Regions from separate parts of the Mus musculus genome. Here region 1 is linked to region 2. A link is a contact called in public promoter capture Hi-C data. All regions are on one chromosome and are shown on one strand. Each heading gives the region's core, a stretch centred on a gene start, on an enhancer-like site or on the middle of the called end of the contact. The rest is flanking DNA. Distances are from core to core; before and after follow the strand shown.

The links. Promoter capture Hi-C pulls out the DNA fragments that hold promoters and counts their contacts.
Region 1: a contact with region 2 is called in a promoter capture Hi-C map of liver, with 10 times the contacts expected there. The contact joins the promoter of Slc10a1 here to the enhancer-like site in region 2. A contact is called at or near these places in 21 of 39 promoter capture datasets (the 3T3-L1 cell line, 3T3-L1-derived adipocytes, the C10 cell line and 11 more), 2 of 15 datasets of contacts at CTCF or cohesin (the NIH/3T3 cell line and large pre-B cells), 11 of 484 Hi-C or Micro-C datasets (the F1.1 cell line, LSK cells, bone marrow-derived macrophages and 3 more), 6 of 115 datasets of contacts at active chromatin or transcription factors (differentiating embryonic stem cells, double positive thymocytes, embryonic stem cells and 2 more) and 5 of 9 other capture datasets (adipose tissue, embryonic stem cells, liver and 2 more).

The regions. Positions count from the first base shown.
Region 1 is chr12:80,964,596-80,970,739 of GRCm38.p6, reverse strand. It overlaps Slc10a1 (solute carrier family 10 (sodium/bile acid cotransporter family), member 1), which reads left to right and starts at 2,661. Exons shown (of 4, transcript NM_011387.2): 1 at 2,661-3,151. The coding sequence starts at 2,796.
Region 2 is chr12:81,187,306-81,192,969 of GRCm38.p6, reverse strand. No RefSeq gene overlaps it. Among named protein-coding and RNA genes, the nearest start is that of Mir3067, 24 kb to the right of the region's middle. Within about 2 kb of position 3,234, at least 8 of the 459 cell types and tissues checked have an H3K27ac peak or open chromatin away from gene starts, as enhancers often do. A contact at or near this core is called in extraembryonic endoderm stem cells, hepatocytes and liver, where this site is marked.

The DNA.
Region 1 (6,144 bases), core at 1,412-3,911, 220 kb after region 2:
ACAATCTGCATCTCTAAATTCTTCTGAAGGATGGTGACTGAATCACTAATCTCCTCCAGCAGCAATGCATAAACGAGATTAAGCACTAATATTGTGAGGGCCAGAGATACTGCCCAGCGAGGGGTAGAGTTGCCCTTAGAGTCTTCACACAGTTCTTAGATTAAGAGTGAAGGGAGGGCAGCAAGCAGAGCAGAAGTCCTCAGGACACGTGGTCCTCAAGGTGGTGCCTCAACAAAGGAGCGCCCATCGTGGCTGAGTTCACACAAACCAGTGGGCCACGGTCCATGTGTTCTAAAGCCATTTGTCATTCTTCCTGCATGGCCCTCGGCAACCACTCAAATCATGGTGGCCAGAAAACAGAGAGAATGTCTGCATGAGTTGGCTTTCTCCAAAGAGAGGAAGCAACCTCCTTCAGGATACCACCCCAATGCTCAGAATGGCTAGCTGTGGGCCTCCCTCTCCTCAGGGGCCATTGGACACAGGCCCATGAGGGCAGAGGGAGCAGAAGCAGCAGGGAGCAGGGTTTGTACAGCCGAGAGAATGATGGAAACACTTCTAGGAGTCAGCTTCAGTGAGACAGTTTGTGGTGGTTTGAACATGCTTGGCCCAGGGAGAGGTGCTATTAGGAGGTGTGGCCTTGTTGGAGGAAGTGTGTCATTGTGGGCATGGGCTTTAAGACCCTCATCCTAGCTGCCTGGAAGCCAGTCTTCTCCTAGTGGCCTTCAGATGAAGAGATAGACAGACCTCTCAGCTCCTTCTGCACCATGCCTGCCTAGATGCTGCCATAATGGACTGACCCTCTGAACCTGTAAGCCAGCCCCAATTAAATACTGTCCTTATAAGAGTTGCCTCGGGGGCTGGAGAGATGGCTCAGCGGTTAAGAGCACTGACTGCTCTTCTGAAGGTCCTGAGTTCAAATCCCAGCAATGACATGGTGGCTCACAACCATCCATAATGAGATCTGGCTCCCTCTTCTAGAGTGTCTGAAGACAGCTACAGTGTATTTATAATAAATTAATAAATAAATAAATAAACGTTTTTTTTAAAAAAAAGATTTGCCTCAGTCTGGCTGGAGAGATGGCTCAGTGGTTAAGCATACTGACTGCGCTTCCAGAGGAGGTCAATTCCCAGCAACCACACGGTGGCTCACAACCATCTATAATGGGTTCCGATGCCCTCTTCTGGTGTGTCTGCAGACAGCTATAGTGTACTCATATACATAAAATAAATAAGAAAATCTTTTTTTAAAAAAAGTGTTCTTTGCCTTGGTCATGGTGGGGAAACTACACCTAACAGACCCGCTCAGTCTCATAGTTGAGGTGAGTCGGGGGAGTTCAGCTCAGGATGGCCATACCTGCCTCTCTAATGCTGCTGATGTTGCATGCCTCCCACCTGGTTTCCATCATGAGACCCACAGGCCCAACATGCAAAATAGAGCCATTGGGAGTGCAGTAAGAAAAGGCCACTCATCTGCAATGCCTAAAATTAACCTGCACACCCCACCTGCCCACAAACCTGGTAACTTCCTAGAATGCTATAAGCTGTCATTCTTGAAAAATAACAATGCCTCTTGGGAAAGTGGTTTATAGATTAGTCTTTGTTTGTTTGTTTGTTTGTTTGTTTTTGGTTTTTTGTTTTGTTTTTTTCGAGACAGGGTTTCTCTGTATAGCCCTGGCTATCCTGGAACTCACTCTGTAGACCAGGCTGGCCTCGAACTCAGAAATCTGCCTGCCTCTTCCTCCCAAGTGCTAGGATTAAAGGCGTGTGGCACCACCGCCTGGCATAGATTAGTCTTTAGAAACCCCCGCTACATGTCTGTCTCAGGGCACTTAGCTGAAACATTTCAGGAACTGGTTCTGACCAAAGTCTACCCCTTGGCTGGTATTTAATATTTAATAGAGCTTGCTTTATATATGGCCAAAAAATAGTGGAATTATTTTTTTTACCTGGTGCATCTCAAGCTTGCTACAACCTCACTTCCTTCTCTGAAGTCTCTCAAGTTATGGATACCTCAGGCACCAGCTAGTTACTCTCCACAGCTGGAGTTTCTCGTGAGCTGGGCTTTGGATAATCTCCAGGCTTCCAAGAGCCCAACGTACCCCAGAAAGTTTTTTCCCCTCTGGAGATAAGTAAGTCTTTCAGGGATTCATGGTGCCACCCCCCAACCAACCCCAACCCCCACAGGACACGTATGGTCTAGATATGGGCACAAAGCAAGGTCTCAGAGGAGGACAGTCATGGACACAGCCTCTCCTGAAGACAGCAACACCACATCGCCCCCCCATCCTGTCCCATGGCCCTCTGGCCTTTGCCACTTAGATGAGGAAGGCAAAGGCAGAAACAGTCTCTTTCTCTCGGGAACAAATGGTGACTCACTGAGGATAGGGAAGGCACCTTTTCCCAGGAAACAACCTGAGGTCTCCGAGACTGAGCTAGAAGCAGGAACTAAAGGGAAAGGTGGACATGTTTTGTTGCAGGTCCTGGATGGGTCTCAGAGACGCTATAGTGAAGCATGCTCAGCAGGGTAAAGAATGAACCCTGTGCTGGGTACGAGCTCCACTCGGCAGGCACAGAGGTCAGAAAACTTAAGCAAAGTAGGGGATCCGGGGAGATGAGGTTATGGGCTGTCTTATAACCACAACCGTGGTTCTGCAGGTTGCATAATCTTTTATTTGCCCACAGCTACATTTTGTCCAGAAACTCTGTCCTGAAAGAGGACTGAAGAAAACATCCAGCCAGCACTGGGCAAGGAAGGGCAGGAGCAGAGAGTGAGGTGGTGTTCACTGGGTCGGAGGATGGAGGCGCACAACGTATCAGCCCCCTTCAATTTCTCCCTGCCGCCTGGCTTTGGCCACCGGGCCACAGACACTGCGCTCAGCGTCATTCTGGTAGTTATGTTGCTGCTCATCATGCTCTCGCTTGGCTGCACCATGGAGTTCAGCAAGATCAAGGCTCACTTCTGGAAGCCCAAAGGGGTGATCATCGCCATAGTGGCCCAGTACGGTATCATGCCCCTCAGTGCTTTCCTTCTGGGCAAGGTCTTTCATCTGACCAGCATTGAGGCTCTGGCCATCCTCATCTGCGGCTGCTCTCCTGGGGGGAACCTGTCTAACCTCTTCACCCTGGCCATGAAGGGGGACATGAACCTCAGGTAGGACCGAGGGTTAAGAGGAAAGGGTGTGGGATGGGGTGCTGCCGAGATGTCATGATCTAGAGAAGATCTAGGCTGGAGCCAGGAGCGGGGAGGGACGTAGGAGCTGGATTAAGTTTGGCATTGATTGTCAAAGGTTTATGCTAAATTGGGGCAGCCTCTGGAATCTCTTTGGTTTAAATCCCAGGGGGAAAAAAAAAACATTAAGCTGGTCCAGAGGTATGTTAGACACCCCTGAACTCCCAGAAGTCTCTACAGGATCACTGTAAAGGAGAATAGATTTCGATGAAAGAGTTCCTCAGAACCACAGTCATCTGACTGGCAGGGTGTCAGCTCTGAGGCTGAAAATCTAGCAAGGGTATAATGGGTCCAGAACATTCCAGGAAGGCCAAGGTGACTTGGAACCAAACGAGCATCTTAAATTTCCTGCAGAGAAGAGACTCCAAAGGCTCTTCTCCAGTATCTGGGCATCCAAGGTATCTGCTAAGACCCTTTACCGAGTTGTCAGATGTGGTGAGATTGCCAACCAAAGAAACTTTATGTAGAATTGAGGCCCCAGCGATTGCCCAGGTTAGGCTGGGCTCCACTCAGTCTAACAAGAAGGGAGAAGGCTAAGACCAGCCTGAGCAGCCAGGTGGTGGTGGTGCATGCCTTTAATCCCAGCACTTGGGAGGCAGAGGCAGGTGGATTTCTGAGTTGAGGCCAGCCTGGTCTACAAAGTGAGTTCCAGGACAGTCAGGACTATACAGTAAAACCCTGTCTCAAAAAACCAAAAAAAAAAAAAAAAAAGACCAGCCTGAGCCTAGAGCATCCTGATCAGGTAGCACTCGTGAAGCGCCAGACTCCTTGGGCTTGGTGGAATATCTGTCCTTCACACAGCTGTGACTGTGGCAGTGAATGTCAAGGAGAGGGGCCCCTCTCAGCCTGCTCGGGCAGTGCACAGCATGGGTGAACTCACTCCAGACACAAAGCCAGTCTCCTCTAGGCCTGATTCTCAGTGGAGTTGTTCAGTGTCAAGTAGAGAAGGGACCGCAAAGGGAGCATACCTTGCCTGTGCCTAAACTTTACAAAGAAAACTTACCTAGAAGCCTCTCCTGGTGAGGCAAAACAGCAGGAGGGCAACTGGAAGGAGGGGCAAGGCATTAGTCATGCTGTCCTGTAAGCAAGGTTGGTCGCACCTTATACGTCCCAAGATGTTAAACCTCAGCTCTGGTGCAGGACTATGTAGTCACATTAGTCAGAAAGGGGGCACGGTGGGGAATCTGGGGATCTGTGGAAGCAGCCGATGGAACTGTGTGACCCAGTCTCTTCCTCCTAAGCAAACTTATCGTTCTCATACACATTAACCATGCCCCGATCCACCTGGCTGAGCGGGAATAATTATCATGTCCAGACAGACTTTGAATCCCTGTTGTCCTGAAAAGTGACTACATGCATTATTACAGCAATGACAGCAAAGCTAAGGACCTTCACTAAACAAACATTCTTTTCAACAAAGTCAATCTTTAAACTTACATTTTTTTTTAAATGTGTACGGGTATTTTGTATGCATGTATGTCTCTGTGTACGACGTGTGTGCCTAGTGCCCAAGGGAGACAGAAGAGGGCACTGGATCCCCCTAGAACTAGAGTTACAGTTCTAGTAAGTTCTGTAAGCAGCTATGTGGGTGCTAGGAATCAAACCCATCTGTCAGAGCAGCTAGTATTCTTCTCTCTCTCTCTTTCTCTCTCTCTCTCTCTCTCTCTCTCTCTCTCTCTCTCTCTCTCTCTCTCTCTCTCTCTCTCTCTTTGGTTTTTCGAGAGAGGTTTCTCTGTATAGCCCTGGCTGTCCTGGAACTCACTTTGTAGACCAGGCTAGCCTTGAACTCAGAAATCCACCTGCCTCTGCTTCCCAAGTGTTGGGATTAAATTCGTGTGCCACCACCACCCAGCAATTTTATTTTCTTAATACTCTTGTTGCCCACTGTATACATCCTGCACTGGTCCTTGTTTCGGCGGCTGACATGAAGGGGTACATACAGAAGGGAGTGCCATAAATGACCACATTCACAGATAAGGAAAGTCCTAGGGCTTAACACTTTCAGCCAGGGGCTGGCTGGCTGGCTTTAGAACTGGTATGTCTGCAGACGTCTTGAGAGCTATCCTGTATATTGACAGAGTGAATGGAGGCTGCCTGCCAGTCTCAAAGGCACTGGCCTCTCTGATCAGACATATGCCTTGTACAGGAGAGAACCTACTGTCATCACAGCTTTCTGCTTTAGCTTTGTTTGTTGGTTGTTGATTTGGTTTGGTTTTTTGAGACAGGGTCTCTCTGTGTAACAGAACCCTGGCTGTGGCCTGGACTCACTTTGTAGACCAGACTGGCTTCAAACTCACAGAGATCCACATGCCTCTGCCTCCCAAGTGCTGGGATTAAAGGCGTGTGCCACCATGCCTAGCTGCTTTTCCTTTTAAAATATATTTATAGGTATGAGTGCTTTGCCTGAATGTATGTAAAGACATGTGTGTGTGTGTCCTGGTGCCCACAGAAACCAGAAGAGGACACTGGATTCTCCTGAAATTGGAGCCATAGATGGCTGTGAGTCACCATGTGGGTCCTGGGAGTTGAACCCTGGTCCCCAGGAACGGCAGCCAGTGCTTTTAGCAGCTGAGCCATCCCTCCAGCCCCAAGATTTCTTCTCTTCAAGAGAAGACTTGAGTCTCCATTTTTAGGTGAAATCTCCAAATTTTCAAACAGCATCAAGTCATACGTATATATCTAAAAGGCTGTGCAAAGCAAGCAGTGTCCAGGAGTCAAGTGTGGCTCCAAGGCCTACTCTGAGGCCTCTCTTTTAAGGCCATTATGTCCCAGAGTTAGAAGTAAATGATGAGACTCTTATTCCATTTTACTCATTAGGAGACAGAGGTCAAAAAACCTACCAAAGATCTCCCAATATCTGAGCAAAAGTTGTGTCCAGAGCCAGCTCAGGACCCTCTCTCATCCTTATTCTGTCT
Region 2 (5,664 bases), core at 1,985-4,484:
TACCCCGCTTTAAGCCCGAGTGGACCATGCTACCAGCCCCTGCCCAGAGAATATTGGATCCTTAGTTGTTGAATTTCAACTTGCCTTCTTGGCTCAGTTACTGGGTGCTTCTAAGCTACCACGGAGAGTGTGCCCTTCCTAATACTCTTAGCTTAACACTCTAAATTTTCCCTCAACTTTAGTTGCTCAACATTTGTCCCAGCTCAACACTCTAATCTCCCACCTGCCTATGGTGCCTATGGTTGTTCCGCCCAAGATCTCATATGGCTAGTCCTTTTTTCCCCTCTGAAGCATGGTGAAATCTTGCTTCCACTCCTGCATCTCTCAGTCTCTCCCTGCAGGCCTGGAAATCCTGCCTCTTTCTTTCCTCCCAACAATTGGACCCTGGCATCTTTACAGATAGATCAAGAACCAATTGGAGAACAGGACCTTAGCATCAGCACCACCCTTTACAAACATGCACTTAGGCTGTTTCTATCCTTTGGATATTGTGACGTATCTTACAATGGATATAGGTACAAGGTGTCTCTTTGGATTCAGATGCCTTTTCACTGCTATGTGCTCAGAAAAAGGATGCTGTTCTTCCTGAAACTTTTTGGTAAGGGCTTGATCCAATGTCAACTAGTTTGGTACCTCAGAATGTTTATATTCTGGCTTTTGATCTTAGTTCTTTCTTCTGGGTCATGAGTTCATTCTAACTTCTACCTCATTGGGAGCTGTTTGTCTCTCTGCCATCTCTTCTACAACTGCTTGACAGTAGACTTGCTTTTATACTTCATGGTAGCTATTTATTCTTTCATTATGTACTATGAAAAAAAGTACAACCTCCAATTCTCCTGCCATTTCATGCTTTGATATATGGACAAGCATCATCATGGCTCATATGGTCCATCAAATTACTGAGAACACAGACCATTATGGATGTTGTCTGGCATGCCTTTATGTGGGATGCTAATATTCACACTATGGGCCTCATTTCTCCTGTTCCCCAAATTTCCTCAAAATTTAGTCCGTTTTCTATTTCTGTTACTAAATGCCATTGGCCGGATATTTTATAAATAAAAAAGAATGTCTCACACTAATGAGACTAGGAAGTCCAAGGGTAAAGGACCCTAACTGATGGGAGCCTTCTTACTGGTGGGAACATATGCAGAGTACTAAGGTGACACAGGGCATCACACAGGAAACAGTAAAAACCTATTCTCTTCTATCCTTCTGCTTCTGATAAGGCTGCTAACACACTTACAGATGCTTCTACTGCTAACATCGAATCCCAAGCAATTCCAAGAGGCTCCACTCCAGATAGCATGGATAACATAACTCTGAGGATTGTGCTTCAACATGTGTTTTGGAAGAGACAAACACCTAGACCATAGAGTTTTGCCACTTACCAAGCCATTAATATTAGTTAATAATTAGATCCATAATTCAAGCCATGTAGGTATCAGAAGACATATAGTTGTCTAAAGGTCTGTCCACTGAGAAAATTTCCATCCATCACCTTCTTTGAGAGTGTGTCTTGAGTTATTTTGACAGGTTGAAACATCATGACCAAAAGCAAGTTCCAAAGGAAAGTGTTTCTTTGGCTTATGCTTCTGAGTTATAATCCATCAAGGAAAGATGATTGGCCAGAAACTCAAGCAGGACAGAAAAGGCAGGAGCTGATGCAGAGGCCATGGAGAGATGCTGCTTACTAGCTTGCTCCTCATGGCTTGCTCAGCCCACTCTCTTATAGAACCTAGGACCACCAGCCCAAGGATGGCACCATCCACAATAGGCTGGGCCCTCCTCCATGAATCACTAATTAAGAAAATACCCTATAACTGGGTCTTATGGGGGCTTTTTTTTCTCTCTCTCAATTGAGATTCCCTCCTTTCAGATGACTCTAGCTTGTGTCAAATTAACATAAAACTAGCCAGGACAGAGGGTCATTCCTGAGCAGTGCTAGAGCACGACACTGTCCAGGTCTAAATGGAGCTGGTTGGCACACTGCACAGAGGCATTTTGAATTAAGCTCAAAGAGTGTCTCAGACAGAGGGAATACAGCTGCAGATATAATCAGTTACCATGAGCATCTTAGCCAAGTGTTTATGTAACCTACAGATGCATTCTTGACCTGACTAAGCTGTTCCCTCTGTATCTCTTTGACTTGATGATGGGGTGCTGTTGTGCAAGTTCAGCCTTATAGCTTGTTGGGGAAGGTACAAAGTTCCACATGGGTAATTTAAATAGCCCGATTTCAGTCCTTCCCCACCAATGTCCTTACAACTCCCCAAAGTATTGTATTATATACTGAGTGCTGTAGTCATACTGCCTTTCGGTTTCCATCTATGTCCCTGTCTTCTCCAGAGCTATAGGAGAAACATTCTAAAAGCAGTGGGACCACCAGCTCGTCACAAGTCACAGCTGCAAGTTTGTCACCTCGTGTTCCAGCTGGACTCCATGCTGCTGCTGCCACCACCACCACCACCAACAACATGCAGCAGAGTTGGTGGCCAGCCTCGTCTACACACTGAAGGGGCATGGGGGTGAAGAGCTAAGACAAGAAACAGCTGAAGATCAGCCTGCCTTTCCAGTTTTGGGCAGGGCTTCAGTGAGCGAAGTTCCATGAATGGAAACCCTATCAGAGAGTCAGGCTGCAGCCGCAATAGAAAAGCAGAAGCAGGGGCCCTAGATCAAAATGGACATGGATACCATGAATACATGGTATATTCACATGGGAAGATATAGAAAGGTCACACCAAAACTGAACTGGCCGAATCAATGAGGAAGGATTAAACAATGGGGAGGTTTACTCCAGGACCTGACATGTGCTCCATATAAGCTCTAACAGAGGGCCCCTAGTACAATGGGAAATAGAATAAGCATTAAACTGAGATGTGGCTACAATAAACACAGAAGGATACTGCTCAGAGACCCTCATGGCTTCTCTCCTTTTTCCTCCTTCTGACTCCATCATGAAGAACAGTTATAAACCAGTGGAGTGACTTGGAGCCAGACCACTGTTCCACTGTGTTGTAACAGTCATGGACCAAGACACTGTGCTAGGGCAGAGAGGGGAGGGAGACTAAAGCAAGTTGCATATTGAGTTGCATGATTGATTGGAACTGAGCTTGTGAAACAGCCTTGACTCTCATTAATGGAAGATGATTCAATAGGGCATGGGTCAAACTAATGATTACAGAAGTCACAAGGTTCTCACATGCATAGCACAGGGCACTGGGATGTCTCAGCCAGCTATTCTCCTCCAATGTTACCTGAACCTGCTCTTTCCCCTCCAACTTCTCTTCTCCTGCCCACACTGTGAGGGTGGCAGCGTTCCTACAGGGCATCCGATACAGTCTCTAGGTGGGGTGCTGACTTCTCACAGAAGGGAAACTGGTATTCACCTCCCCACTTTGCTGAGCAAGGGGAATGGTGGTTGTTATGAACATGCCACATTTGTCAGAAGCCATGGGCAAAATGCATTGCACAAAATGGAATAAGCAAGTTTCTTTACTCTTAGACAGTACACACACTGCCCAGTTAAAATCACACTAAGATAATCTACATCATAATAGTCGAGAGTTTTTACAAAATACTCCTGATTCTATTTCTTCACTGTTGTATAGTCGGGTGGGGCCGTGTGACCCCTTTAGTCACTGGAACATGAGCAATATGACTGTGGGGCTTAGTTTTTGTCAACATGATACAAACCTAGGACATATCTAGGCAGAAGGAATGTCAACTGAGTTATTGCCTCCATAAGTTTGGCAATCCCGGGGGAGCATTGTCTTGATTGACGATCAATGTAGGAGGACCCAGGCCACTGTGGGCAGTGCCACTTTCATTGGCAGATGGCCCTGGGTTGTATATGAAAAGTAACTGAGCAAACCAGGGGAGAGAGCCAGTGAGCAGTGTTCCCCCATTTTTGCCTCTTCTCCTGCTTCCAGCTCTTGTCCCCAATTCCCTTTGTGATAGACTCTATTTGGAACATGTAATCCAGATAAATTCTTTCCTCCCCAAGTTGGTAATATATTTCATTCTGAATAGGCACCAGAGTGCAATTTACCACATTTCTCTTTCTTTGCTTCCATAATCAAGAGGGAAGGAGTCTTCCTTGACATGGATCCCTAATAAGGACAGTACAAAGAAGTGCCCCAGCTGACACTAAGTCTAGGTTATCTCTTTGTGTTTTAGCCACCGAAGTCATGAGGGGTGAACTGTATTGCAGCTCATCCTGGTCTCTCCTGATTGAGTTATATCAGCAGTGTGATACCTGTTTACTACCTTGTAGACAGGCAGTACCCCCGTGCATAGCACTCCCTTGTATCAAGTGTGCAGATTACTAAAAGATAGCCTTGAGTTTGGGAACAGGCTCCGCTTACCACATACAGGATCATCAACCATTAACTAGAATCAATAGTCCTGTTAAGAGGATCTGGACAAAGGGTTTTCCTGGAATCTATCCTATTAAGGAGGAGATGGTGCAGAGCAAAGGGAGTGCTAAGGTCACATTGTTAAGGTGGCTGCCAGATGTAGAAGTAGCACACAGAAAGGATTGTTCAGGTTGATCTGTCCTTTGTTGATGAGAAATGACAAGAGACCACTGGCTGGCTTACCCAGCAAAGGAAGTATTAGACAGGATGTGACCAAAGTTAGGGCTTTTTTAGTTTAAAAAAAAAAAGTTGCAGAAGACATACAGATCTGTGGTGAAGGGTTGAAGGTCTTGGTGGTACTTCATGAAAGATCTAACTTCTCATTCCCCTGCTTGTTCAGCAAAAACAGGTCAAGCCTCCTGGGAAAGATTTGAACCTCATTAATGGGATAGCCATGATCTTACAGATCAGTTAGAAGCTTTGGAGATACTTGGCCAGAAAGATAACTTAGCTACCTCTCTGCATTGTTTGTTATTTTGATTTTGTGTGTTTGTCTGTCGGTCTGTCTATCCATCTACCCATCTATCTTTCCTCAAAGGTGTTGTGGCTGTGTTTCACCCTCTTGGGAAGCAGATATTATATCACTGGAGCCCCTGGGACCTGGGACCCCAATCCTCTATCAACACTCGATGGTCCTGAAAAGATGCCAGCTCTGTGGCCTCTTAGACCTCTTTGCTGAATGCATTCCCAAAGTTCCCTCCTTGTGAAAGCGGTACATGGCTCTGAGCCCCGAGGTGAGGCAAAGACAGAACGGACCTGTCTTGTGCTGTATCCTTGACTCTTGATGCAGCTGTCTGGGGAAAAAAACAGAGGAGCAAGGGGTAGGAATGAGAGTCCACTCTGCTGCCAAAAGTGAGCTCCCATGGCCCCTCTCTATACTCTATGCTGGAGGTCAAATCAACTCTGACTCCTCCTGGGCTTCCTGCACGGGAAGTGCTAACCACACTTCTCTGAAGCCTTGCTGGCAGTCTTCTACAAAATAGTGGCTTTAAGTAAGATTTAACTGCTGCGAATGACAATGAACTCCCTCCAATGCAGCTCAGTCCTAAGGTACAGGATACAGAAGCTGCTGTTCTGATGCCCCCAGGAAGGCAGCCATGGAATCAGCAGTGCTCAGGGCTTGAGGTCAGAAAATCTGAAGACAAGAGGACCCCTTAGTCTACTTTCTCCAGACCTGGCAACCACTTTGCCCCTCTTCCTAGGCCTGAATCTATACTTAGAACCTGGAACAATGCAGTCTGGTCAC